Regions from separate parts of the Mus musculus genome. Here region 1 is linked to region 2. Evidence: chromatin contacts called from public Hi-C data. All regions are on one chromosome and are shown on one strand. The core of a region is the stretch at or near the end of the contact, and the rest is flanking DNA. Distances in the headings are between cores, read along the strand shown.

What was found. Hi-C and Micro-C count contacts between places; a contact is called where the count stands out from the background.
Region 1: a contact with region 2 is called in a Hi-C map of bone marrow-derived macrophages, with 3 times the contacts expected there. The contact joins the enhancer-like site here to the promoter of Gprc5c in region 2. A contact is called at or near these places in 4 of 39 promoter capture datasets (embryonic stem cells, hematopoietic stem and progenitor cells, neutrophils and 1 more), 3 of 15 datasets of contacts at CTCF or cohesin (CD8 T cells, embryonic stem cells and large pre-B cells), 34 of 484 Hi-C or Micro-C datasets (B cells, CD4 T cells, CD8 T cells and 14 more), 10 of 115 datasets of contacts at active chromatin or transcription factors (the HPC-7 cell line, a beta-TC-6 cell line, bone marrow-derived macrophages and 4 more) and 3 of 9 other capture datasets (adipose tissue, liver and pancreatic islet).

Annotation. Positions count from the first base shown.
Region 1 is chr11:114,910,791-114,916,185 of GRCm38.p6, forward strand. No RefSeq gene overlaps it. Among named protein-coding and RNA genes, the nearest start is that of Cd300lb, 21 kb to the right of the region's middle. Within about 2 kb of position 2,246, at least 37 of the 459 cell types and tissues checked have an H3K27ac peak or open chromatin away from gene starts, as enhancers often do. A contact at or near this core is called in the HPC-7 cell line, bone marrow-derived macrophages and erythroblasts, where this site is marked.
Region 2 is chr11:114,848,915-114,854,192 of GRCm38.p6, forward strand. It overlaps Gprc5c (G protein-coupled receptor, family C, group 5, member C), which reads left to right and starts at 2,618. Exons shown (of 5, transcript NM_001110337.1): 1 at 2,618-2,972.

The DNA of each region.
Region 1 (5,395 bases), core at 996-3,495, 62 kb after region 2:
TATAGACTCTTGGGGCTCTCAGAGACTGAAACACCAACCAAAGAACATACACAGGCTGGGCCTAGGCCTCCCCACACATATGTAGCATATATGCACTTTGGTCTTCATGTAGGCCCCAAACAACTGGAGCCGGGGCAGGGGGGCCCTAACCCAAAAGCTTTTGCCTGTATGTGAGATATGTTCTTCTAGCTGGGCTGCCTTGTCTGGTTTCAGTGGGAGAGGATGCCAGGGTGGGGAGATACCTGGGGGCCCCACCCACTCAGAGGAGAAGGAGATGGTGATGGGTAGAAGGATTGTGGGAGGGGGTGACGGAGAGGAGGCAATGAGCTGGATGTAAAGTGAACAAGTGAAAAATAAAGAAATAAAAGACACTATGACCAGCGACTGCAACTACGAGCTCTGAGCTTGAGTAGAACGGCTGCTGGTCAATGGGCCCAGCTAGAGATGGAGTCCCATGGGCAGTGGTGTCATAGGCAGCCCCTGAACAAGGTGGGCCCCAGGGAGGACTTGGCTCAGCCATGAGAAGACAAGCCCTCAGAGAGAAGTCGAGTGTCCTCAAGGCCTGTGAATTGAAGGTTCGGCTGTCAGCTTGTAGATGTCCTCCTTTCAATGCCATCACAGTGTCAATTAAATTCATCCCTGAGTCCCTCTGTGGTGGCTCACACCTGTGATCCCAGACAGAAGAACCTCAGAGGGTCTGAGGTTATCCTGGGCTACATAGTGAGGTGTAGGCTACAGAGTGAGTCTGTGTCTCTGAAAACAAACTAAACAATAAAAACAGTTTTAAAGTGAGTTTGAGAGAGGACCTTCAAAATATGGAAAGATTCAATGCTATGTCACTCAACAGTGAGGACAGGCTCTGAGAAATGAGTTTGTGGACAGGACTTGGAGCATGCTAGGCAAACACTCTCACAACAGAGGCCTGTCTCCAACACCCCCACCCCCCACACTATAGTTTTATATTCCTGGCAAAGCTGTAGGTGTGTTTATTTATACCACACTATACACCCGCAAGTAATGGTTTCAGCGACAATGTTAGGCAGCTCCGGCGTCACGAGGGAATAATTGTCATCTCATGACATTCTTTGAGATCCAACATCACATATGTGGTCTGTCGTTGACTAGATGTGGTTCTGTGGCTTGTGACTCTACCCGGCCATTTTGCACATATTCACGTAGATGTGGTCCTCATGTTCCTGCTCCCTCGGCCACGTGGATGCTGGGCTTCCCATTCTGAGCCCCCCTTTCCCACCCCTCAGTGTTTCAGGCCACAACTACCTCAGAGATCATTCTACATTCTCATGTAAGAATGGCAGCACCATACCATAATAATCCACTGCATGACTATGCTGGGTAAGTGTTCTACCACTGAGCTACACGCCCACCCCTTTAAATTCTTAGCTAAATTCAGGACTCCCTGAAACAGGCTCAGTGGTGGGTAAGACTACAGGAAGAGCAGTTGCAAAGCCCCCTCTCCTTAAAAAAATTAATTAATATTAATTAATTATGCTCACCGACAGAATCTGATGGAATGTATGTTAAGTTAGTCCTAATCCATCTGTCCAAAATTATTGCAAAGACCTAAAGTTTTAAACCATAACCTCAAGGCAGGATGGCAAGTTCAAGGTCAGACTAGAGTATATTAACAGACCTGTCCAAGGGGAGGGAGGGAGGGAGGGAGGGAGGGAGGGAGGGAGGGAGGGAGGAAGGAAGGAAGGAAGGAAGGAAGGAAGGAAGGAAGGAAGGAAGGGAGAAGGAAATGGTCTGAGGAACACACTGCCTTTTTGGCTGACTTTGCACTCACTGAGTGTGATGGTTTATATATGCTCAGCCCCTGCAGTGGCACTATTAGAAGGTGTGGCCTTGTTGGAGCAGGTGTGTCACTGTGGGCATGAGCTTTAAGACCCTCCTCCTAGCTGCCCGGAAGCCAGCCTTCTGCTAGCAGCCTTCAGATGAAGATGGAGAACTCTCAGCTCCTCCTGCACCATGCCTGCCTGGATGCTGCCGTGGTCATGCCTTGATGATAATGGACTGAACCTCTGAACCTGTAAGCCAGCCCCAATTAAATGTTGTCCTTATAAGACTTGCCTTGGTCATGGTCTGTTCACAGCAGTAAAACCCTAACTAAGACACCGGGCTGCCCCAGTGGTTTTGGGAGCTGATTCCACCTTGGAGCATAACTGAGGGATTGGACAGCCAATGTCTCCACCCTGTGGCCACTGCTAGAATCGCACATGTCTTGCTCTAGCTGTCCAGCCGGGACAGAGAATTTTGCATTTTCTGTGTCTTGCGACTGTGAAGGGGAAGAGCTTGAATTAAGAGGAAGGACAACAACCCTTGCCTGGCACTCCACTCCCCTGCCCTCCCCTTGATGTGGAAAGAGAACCCGAAACTTCCTGATCGCGCGTTTCCTGTGCTGTGCTCTGTTATCTCATCCTGATTCTTGACGTTTTCCATTGATTGCAGCCTGCCCAAGGGAAGGTCAGTCACTGTCCCTGTGGTGGGTATAGAAAAATGGGGGACAGAGTGATAGACAGTGAGGCAAGAAGATGCACAGATATTTTATTTTATTTTATCTTATTTTATTTTAATATCTCATGTACCCCAGGCTGGCCTCAAACTTTCCAGGTAGCAAAGGATGGCTTTGAACTCCTCATCCTCCTGCCTCCACCTTTCAAGTGCTGGGATTACAGGTGTGTGCCATCATACCCAGTTTTAACTGGTGCTGGGGATAGAAGCTAGGGCTTCCTACGGACTAAGGAAGAACTCTATTATTTAAGGCTATCTAAGTATTAGGCCTGGAACACAATGCCCAGAGGCCCCACATTGGTCCTTGTCACACGCAATGCCCAGTGTCCCAGCCATTGGTCCTTGTTGTCACCCAGACTCTCTTCCAGACCTGGACTCACTCACGTGCAGTTTCCTTGCTGCCTGCCCAAGCTTCCTTTGGATTAGACCCTACAAATATGGACCACGCAGCTCAGCAGAGCCCACAATGTACTTCTGAAACCCAAGAAACTGTCAAACCCAGAGTTCTCGACTGCCTGGGCAGAAAAGTGAGGAATGGGAATGGCAGAATCCATGGACACAGTTTAGTGGGGGCACCAAGAAGGATCATTGACCCCCCCAAACATCCTATTTATATAAATGACTTCCCTTCCTCTTTCCTTCCATCCATCTCTTCCTTCTTCCCACCAATACATAGGTCTTAGTTTTAAATGGAGACAGAGTCTCAAAGGGACCTGGAGATCAGCTATGCTCAGATGTCAACACTGTATGAAGAAATACCTTCAACTGCAAGGATAAAGCCAGCCAGGTGCTGGGTGTGGTGGCACATGCTTGTAATCTCAGGACTTGGGATCAGGAGTTCAAACTTATTCTTGGCTACACGTTGAGCTGAGGAGCCAGTGAGCAGGGGGGACAGGCCTCCTGCTGAGGTAGAGGTGAGCAGGCACCATGGTGGCTTCCTGAAAGTAACTCTCAAATGGTGAACAGAGTCTCATAAATAGAAGAGACCAGTGACCGAAGAAAAGATGTGATGTTTGTATGTCCACGGAGGAGGAGTGTGCATGACCCTCAGAAGTCAGAAAGTGGGGAGTGCTGAGAACAACTGGGGAGGCGTGAACCTGCTTGGATTTTTGTTTGTAAATAATTTTGAAGGCGCTGGGAATGTATTTTTAATGTTGGGAACGATTGAGGAATAATCATTGTAGAAAAAAAATGGAGAAGAGGCTAGAGACACAGCCAGTTACTAAGAGCATCCACATGGAGACTCACAACCGCCTGTAACTCCAGTCCCAGGGGAGCTGACACCCTCTTCTGCCCTCTGTGGGTGCTGCACAGTGTGGCGACAGACATTCACGCAGGCAAACAGTCAGACACATAAAATAAAGTAAAAGAAATAAGCTTCAGTGCCTGGAAATAATTAAAGAAAAGCTGAGCCACGCCGCACTCTGAGAGACCTAGAACACCATTCTTACATCTTTGAAACTTTCTCTCTATGCTGCTGACTTAATTATAGTTAGCTATAATTAGCAAAGACTCACCCCTGTGAATCTGCCCTCCTAACACTTTGGAAGTTGAGACAGGAGGATTGCTGCAAGTTTGAGGCCAGCCAGGACTAAAGAGTGAAGCCCTATCTCAATGAACAAACAAACAAACAAACAATAAACAAACATCTTAGTTAACGTGCCTTTTCTCCCATTCTCTATCATGCCCATCTTTCCCCATCCCTCCTTCCTGTATTTAGCTTGTGTTTATCAACTATCTGCAAGACCCCGGCTGGTGCCATAGCCCTGGGGATGGGGAAGTGAGGACATAAACAAGTTTTCTGCTCCCGGGCTTCTCCTTCTTCCTCCCACTGCTTGTCCCCAACAACGAACTTCTGGTGGTGGCTGCCACAAAGAAGAGTGCTCACGTGCTTCTGTAGAAATGAACTATAAAAAGCCTGGAGGGTGCGAGTTGACTCAGGGGTAAAAGTGCTTGCCTCTGTTTTGAGTTTAACCCCCAGAAGCCATGTTAAAAAGCTGGACGCAGTGGTGCAAGCCTGTAATGTTAACACTGCTACTGTGAGGTGGGAGGTATAGACAGGAGGATGTCCTAGAAGCAGAAGCAGTGGATAGAAATACATCTTGGTTTCATGATAGGAAGAATGCACATGGCTGTCTGTGTATGTTCCACCAAGCATGCTATTCTCCTGGATTCCAGTCACAGCTTCCTACTGTCTCTGGTTAGCCTGCCCCCTCTTTATGGTCAGGAAAGTGTCCTTCCATAAGGTCTTCAAGGCGAAGGTTTCGTATATTTTTTAGGTGGGTGGGGAACACTTTGTGTGGGACCCTCTCTCCCCATAGTTGCTCTGTGGGGTCAACTATGAAACGGTATTCACTGCTCTTAGGTGTCCTGTGGTGTCTCTGTGTGTCAGAGTCGGAAGAAGGGCAGTGTTGACTTTCTGTTATCCTGGCAAGTCTATATGTTGGGAAATTTCCAGCACTAGTTATTGTAGGAAGCAGACAATGGCTCTCGACACAGGCACATCACTAAATGAGTCCTAGAAAGACACATCAGAGTGTCCTCTCTCCTACATAATTGAATCTATGACATGTGGCATCTTGCTGCATCTCTGATAACCCAGGTAAGTGGCCCAGTGACTGATGGATAAGATTAATGTCCAAAGGGCTGGAGAGATGGCTCAGTGGTTAAGAGCACTGGCTGCTCTTTCGGAGGACCTGGGTTAATTCCCAGAACTCACATGGTGGTTCACGGCTATCTGTAACTCCAGGTTCAGGGGTCTGATACCCTATTCTGACCTACGTGGACCCCAGGCACATACATGGTACACATACATACATGCAGGCAAAATATCCATATACACAAAATAAAGACATAAAGTTAAAAA
Region 2 (5,278 bases), core at 1,368-3,867:
GAGTTTTAAGAAATTTTTGCTCAGACAGAGACTTGGGGTAGAAGGTACAAAGCTTGAAGACAGAAACATCAGCACAGAGCAGGGGTCAGCCGAGCACAGCCAGCAAGCCTTCCCTAGTGATGCTGAAATGGAACTGATGATTGCTGGGGAAGCAGCTTCAGCTAGTGTGGGGTTCCAGCACAACTATCTCTGCCTTACGGCTCAGAGGGCTCGACCATCCCACAGGGAAGAAGAGTCTGGCCTCAGACCAGCCTGTAAATTTGAATGGTGGTGGTGGGGGGAACATTTTAGACATGTTGTATTTCGTGAGGGGTGGGAGGGGGAGTTATTACTTTCATTTTCCAGAAGAGGAAAGAAAGGGGATTCAGAGGGGTGGAATGACTTGATCTGTCACACAGCTAGTGGGTGGCACTTCTAAGACTCCAGGAACGAGGGCTCTGGCAGCTCAAAGATGGGCCAAGTGAGCAAAGATGGTGTCAGCCTGCCTTTCAGCGGGAACTCAAGTATACAGAGCAGCTAGAGCAATGTTGGGTTCAATCAGGGTGAGAGGCACTAGGGATCATAGATGTTCCTGTGGCTGGAGTCAGAGAAGGTCCATAGAACGTTCCTCTGTTGGTCCCCAACTCTTTCTCCAAAGACCTAAGCAGAGCAGAGCAGGGATCTGGGAGAAGCAGAGGTGGGAGCCATCTGCCCCAGGGACTTGCTTTGTCCTTTGAAGGCAGATTTTGTTACAAGAAGGGGGCCTTAGAGAACAGGGAAGAGCTAAGAGTTCTCAGATACTGGCCTCCTTTCTAAGACCAGCTGCCTCACAAGGCTAGCTGAGGGCAGGGCTCAGCCCCAGTGGGACAGTCCCTTTTAAGTGACTCTCAGTGTGTGACCAGGCCGGATAGATAACCCTGCCCGGTGGGAAGCAGGGGCTAAGAGTGTGGTTTTGTTTGGAGACAGAATCTTATGTAGTCCAGCCTGCCTCTTCTCCCCAAGGGCTAGAGCTACAGGTGTGAGCCAAGCAGGGCAAACCAGTCATATAGTTTTGGAGACTGTAGGGAAAAGAGAAGACAGAAAATTGAGATCCTTTGCAGGGTCTTGACACTCACCCCCCCAGCCCCCCCCCCCCCCAAGCTGGCTTTTCACAGATGCCAAAAAGCCCTCAGCAGAGTTAGGCATTGGTCACCTAGTTAATGAAAACCAGGCAGAGGCCAGGGAGACTTTCACCGTTCACTTAGGTCTAACCAGTCTGTTTGCCTTTCTAGCTAGCGTGGGCACTAACTGCCTGCTCCATTCAAGCCTTGACACCTGAGCCTTAGATCTCTAACCTTGGGTTGGGAGGTGGATTTAGGAATGGGAGCGGGTACCCCCACAGCAGCCACCCACTGAAATAGTTCGAGCTTTGCCACATTCCCCAGACCTGACAGAAACTACAGGGCACAGGAAAGGATTCAGGGTTCTAGAAAGTCTGGGCCCCACAGGCTTCTCCCCCCCACACCCCCCTTAAATAAACATTCCTCCTAGAGTCAGAAAAGAACAGAGCGGTGAGGAGGAACCGGCCGAAGGTTTTATCGCTCCGGCAACTCCGGGTGATTCATTGAGTTTAGACTCCAGGTTGTCATAGATGGAGGTACTCAAACACACAGCCAGTCGGGGAGGTACGGGTCACTAGCTCCCTGACCTCCTCCACCTGGCTATCCCCTCGCCTGTGACCAGCTGCCTCCCCCCTCCCGCCCCCCCGCCCCCCCCCCCTCCTCGCGGGAGCCCAGGATTGAGCAAACACGCCCTGCAGCCTGCCCAGCCACCGGCTGGCTCCGACCGCGCTCCTGGCGATCCCCCAGGCAACTCGGCGTCGCGAGAACCCGCACCCTGAGACCCGACTCCCTGCCCTCCCCCAGAGTCCCCAAGGCCCCTGTCAGGCCCAACAACCTCTCCCTTGCTCTTGCGACTTGTCCCCTACGGGGATACAGCGCAATGCAACCAGACCCACTCAGTGCTCCAAAGACAGCACAACTCACTCCCGCGGGATCCCAGGTCCCCAGAGAAAGTGGCCGGAAAGAAAAAAATCTCTTGTTTACTGGGCCAGATAGGCCTCAGCTGGGATTCGCTTCCCTATTTCTGCGGTTTCTTTTCAGCAGATTCCCGGGGCTGGAGGAGAAAGGGTGGATCCGCCCGGGCAGGGAGTGGGGGTGTGGTTCAGGGGAATCTGAATTCGTGGAAAGGTCTTCAGACTTCGGGAGAGGCTGGACTTAGAGTCAGCAACAACGTGGCCAGGAGCGCACAGACCACAGGGATCCTGTTAAACACTACCTCGGGAACAAAACTGAGAGGCTAATTAGGACAGGTCACCACAGGGAACCGGGACGCGGGGAGGGGAGCCCGCGTTGTAAGAAACTCGGGCGTGGGGTAGTCAGGCCGACAAAGACTCCGGCCAACAGCCCGCAGGGGTTCTGGACTCAGTCCACAGATTTAGGGACGTGCGCCGTGACATTCCCTCGTGATCTTGGAGACTGGGCTCTTCGGGAAGGATCACGCACGAAAGAGGAGGACGCTCCGTGTGCGCTGTGTCCACGTGTGCAAGCTCGCTAGGGGAGGGGGCGCGGAGCCGTGACAAAGACGGACTTTGTGTCCTAGTGTGTTCCTCGCTCCAGCCCGGAGCAGCGAACTGTGCCAGGCATGTGTCTCATGGGAAAGCCAGGACGAAAGTGACAAAGGTTGGGTGTCTGTCACGGGTAGACGCGCCAAGGTGGCCACCGTGAGTCTGTGGGTGCGTGCGATCGCTGGGAGATGCAGCCTAGGGGTGTACTGAGCTGCACCCCGAACCTCTTTCGGGAGAGAAAGGCGAATCCAGAAAGTGAGTACGCGCAAGTGCGCGCGCGCCCGCGTGCGGGGGCGTGGCAGTAAACAGCAACAACCCACTAGTCAGTTTGGCCAGAAACTCCGATCGCCTTTCCCAACCCGAAAGTGCGCGTCGGCCGAGCCTGGAGGTGAGTCGGAGGGGGCAGGGCCGGGCGCGCTTTGTTACTGGGGATTAGGATTGCTCGTACCTGGAGCGCTGCTGGCCCCGGAGGAGCGCCGGGAATGGAGGTGATGTCACGGTGATGCAGCCCGGCCCACCCTGGCCGAGAGAGGGGAGCACTGTGCCTGGGGAGGCGGGCGGGAGAGCGAGCCACTGAGCGCGCTTAGCTCAGTGCTCAGTCGGGGGTCCCTGGGAGGCAGGCCCCCGCACCTTTGCTCAGGCCTGGTCACCCCCCGCCTGAACGGGCTCTGGCCCCGCGCCCTGCTTTGAGTCCCTCCTACGCCCGCCGGCGCCCTGCCTGGGGCCGAAGTTGGCTCTGAGCGCGGCGCCGGAGCGGGCTGGCTGCGCGTCCCAGGTAAGGGCTGCTGCCTCGGCGCTCCGCCCTAGCCATCGGCCCGCAGGAAGGGCTGGGTCCAGCTGGCTGGGAAAGGGAGAGGGCCGAGGCCCCCGGTGAAAACCCAAGGGGTGGGTGACGATGCACCCACTCTACAAGTTCGCAGAAAGTTTCCAAACCCGAGCCAGCTGGGGATTTAATGGCTCGGGGAAGCCAGGTTCTGCGGCCGGGGGTGTTCCGCAAGGGATCTTAGTGTCGGAGAGCTGTTCCTCTATCCACTCTCGTAGTGGGAGGCTACGGTCGACTGTGACTGTAGGTTGGCTTCCTTTCCTTATTTCGCGGCAGTGCGTGGGGAGGGCAGGTTTCTGTGACCAGAGGGATTAGGGACAGAGAGCCTGGTCCTTTGCTCTTTCGGTTCGAACTTTCAGGGGCGTAGAGTGTTGACACAGTCCAGTTGGAATAGGGAGGTGAAGGCTCAGGATCTCTCCGCGGGAAGTTTGGAATTTCAGAGGCCTACGGCGCTTCTCCGTGTAGAGGCCTATGTTCTGGGTCCCACCCCTTATTCACCCCTGGTTTTTCCAGAGCGCTTTCCGTTTCTACTTCGCGCCCACACGTTTGCACTTACAAAGTTCTAAATCATTCCTTAAGATTTCACGATCTTGATTCTGAAGTACAGACACGAGAATATATAGAAGCGTGGCTTTGTGCTCCTGGAGAACCCCATCCCCCCAACAAGGTCTGTTCTGTGGCTGGGAGGGAGTGCTGCTGGCGATGGGGGTGGGGCACATTCCAAGCGGAGAGCAGACCCTTGATTGCTTAGAAGATCTAAGACTCGGCGTGCTGGGGTATTTTGGTCCAGTGAAAGGGAGGACAGTAAACGGGCTGTGGGTCCTCCCGTGCCTTAGCATCTCTCCAGGTCCGTTCTTACCGGGTTCGTAGACCAGCCTACTGCTTAGAGGGCCAGAGGGCTGAGACAATAGGACTGACTTGTCCAGAAAGGAGGAAGTGGTGGATAAGAGGATGGGGGAAGGCTGGACAAGTGTCCACCCAGCTTTCCAGGTCAGCTGCTGAGGGGACGCAGCCAGGGAGGAAGAAGGATGCTCTGTGGTGCCCCTGGCTGAACCGTCCCTACATCCAATGGGGCCCTAGGTGGCCATGGTCTTTGGTTTGAGTCAAACTCTGTAGCCTTGATCCTACTAGATAGCCTTCTTTCCCTTGGTGATGTGGTGAGTGTGTGTGTGTGTGTGTGTGTGTGTGTGTGTGTGTGTGTGTTGGATGCTGATTGGAGATGGAGAGATGAAGGGGTTGTTCTTCTTTCAGAAAGGTAGGAAGGGGAAGGTCTACTTTGCCTAACCTGCAACTGCTTAAAACCGGCCAGGGCTGGTCGTCAGCCCCCCAGCCTTGCCCAGGCTTCTCTGCTCCCTCTGAAGTCAGAGAGAAGGAGGGAGGGGATGTTGGACCTTGATTGCACTGCCCAGAGTCGGGGGCTGGGTCATCTTGACCCTGAGGAGAGGCTGAGTGCTGAGGTGATTAAACATAGTTGTAGGATTGATTCTAGGGAGGTGAAGTTTAAAAGCCTTTTTGTCCAGAAAATAATCTGAAGTAGAGTCTTGGCTGCAGCTGTTAAAACTTCTAGGGCCCTGTCTTACTCCTGGTAGAGATGGATACTATACCCTGTGTTCGAAGAACAGAAGATATTGTGAAGATACAAAGTCTCTTCACAAGCCCTCAAGACTTAGACCTGGTAGGGAGGACATATGATTCAAAAGTTCAGGCTCAAGAGCTTGATATAGGCTCAGTCTAGATGTAGAGTATGTGTTTGTGTGTGTGTGTGTGGGGGGGGGCAGTCCACAGCAGGGAGCCGGGTACACCAAGAGCTATTTAGGCAGAGCTGGTCTCACCTGTCTACCTTTTAGCCACCATTTTAAAAGGTAGCAGGT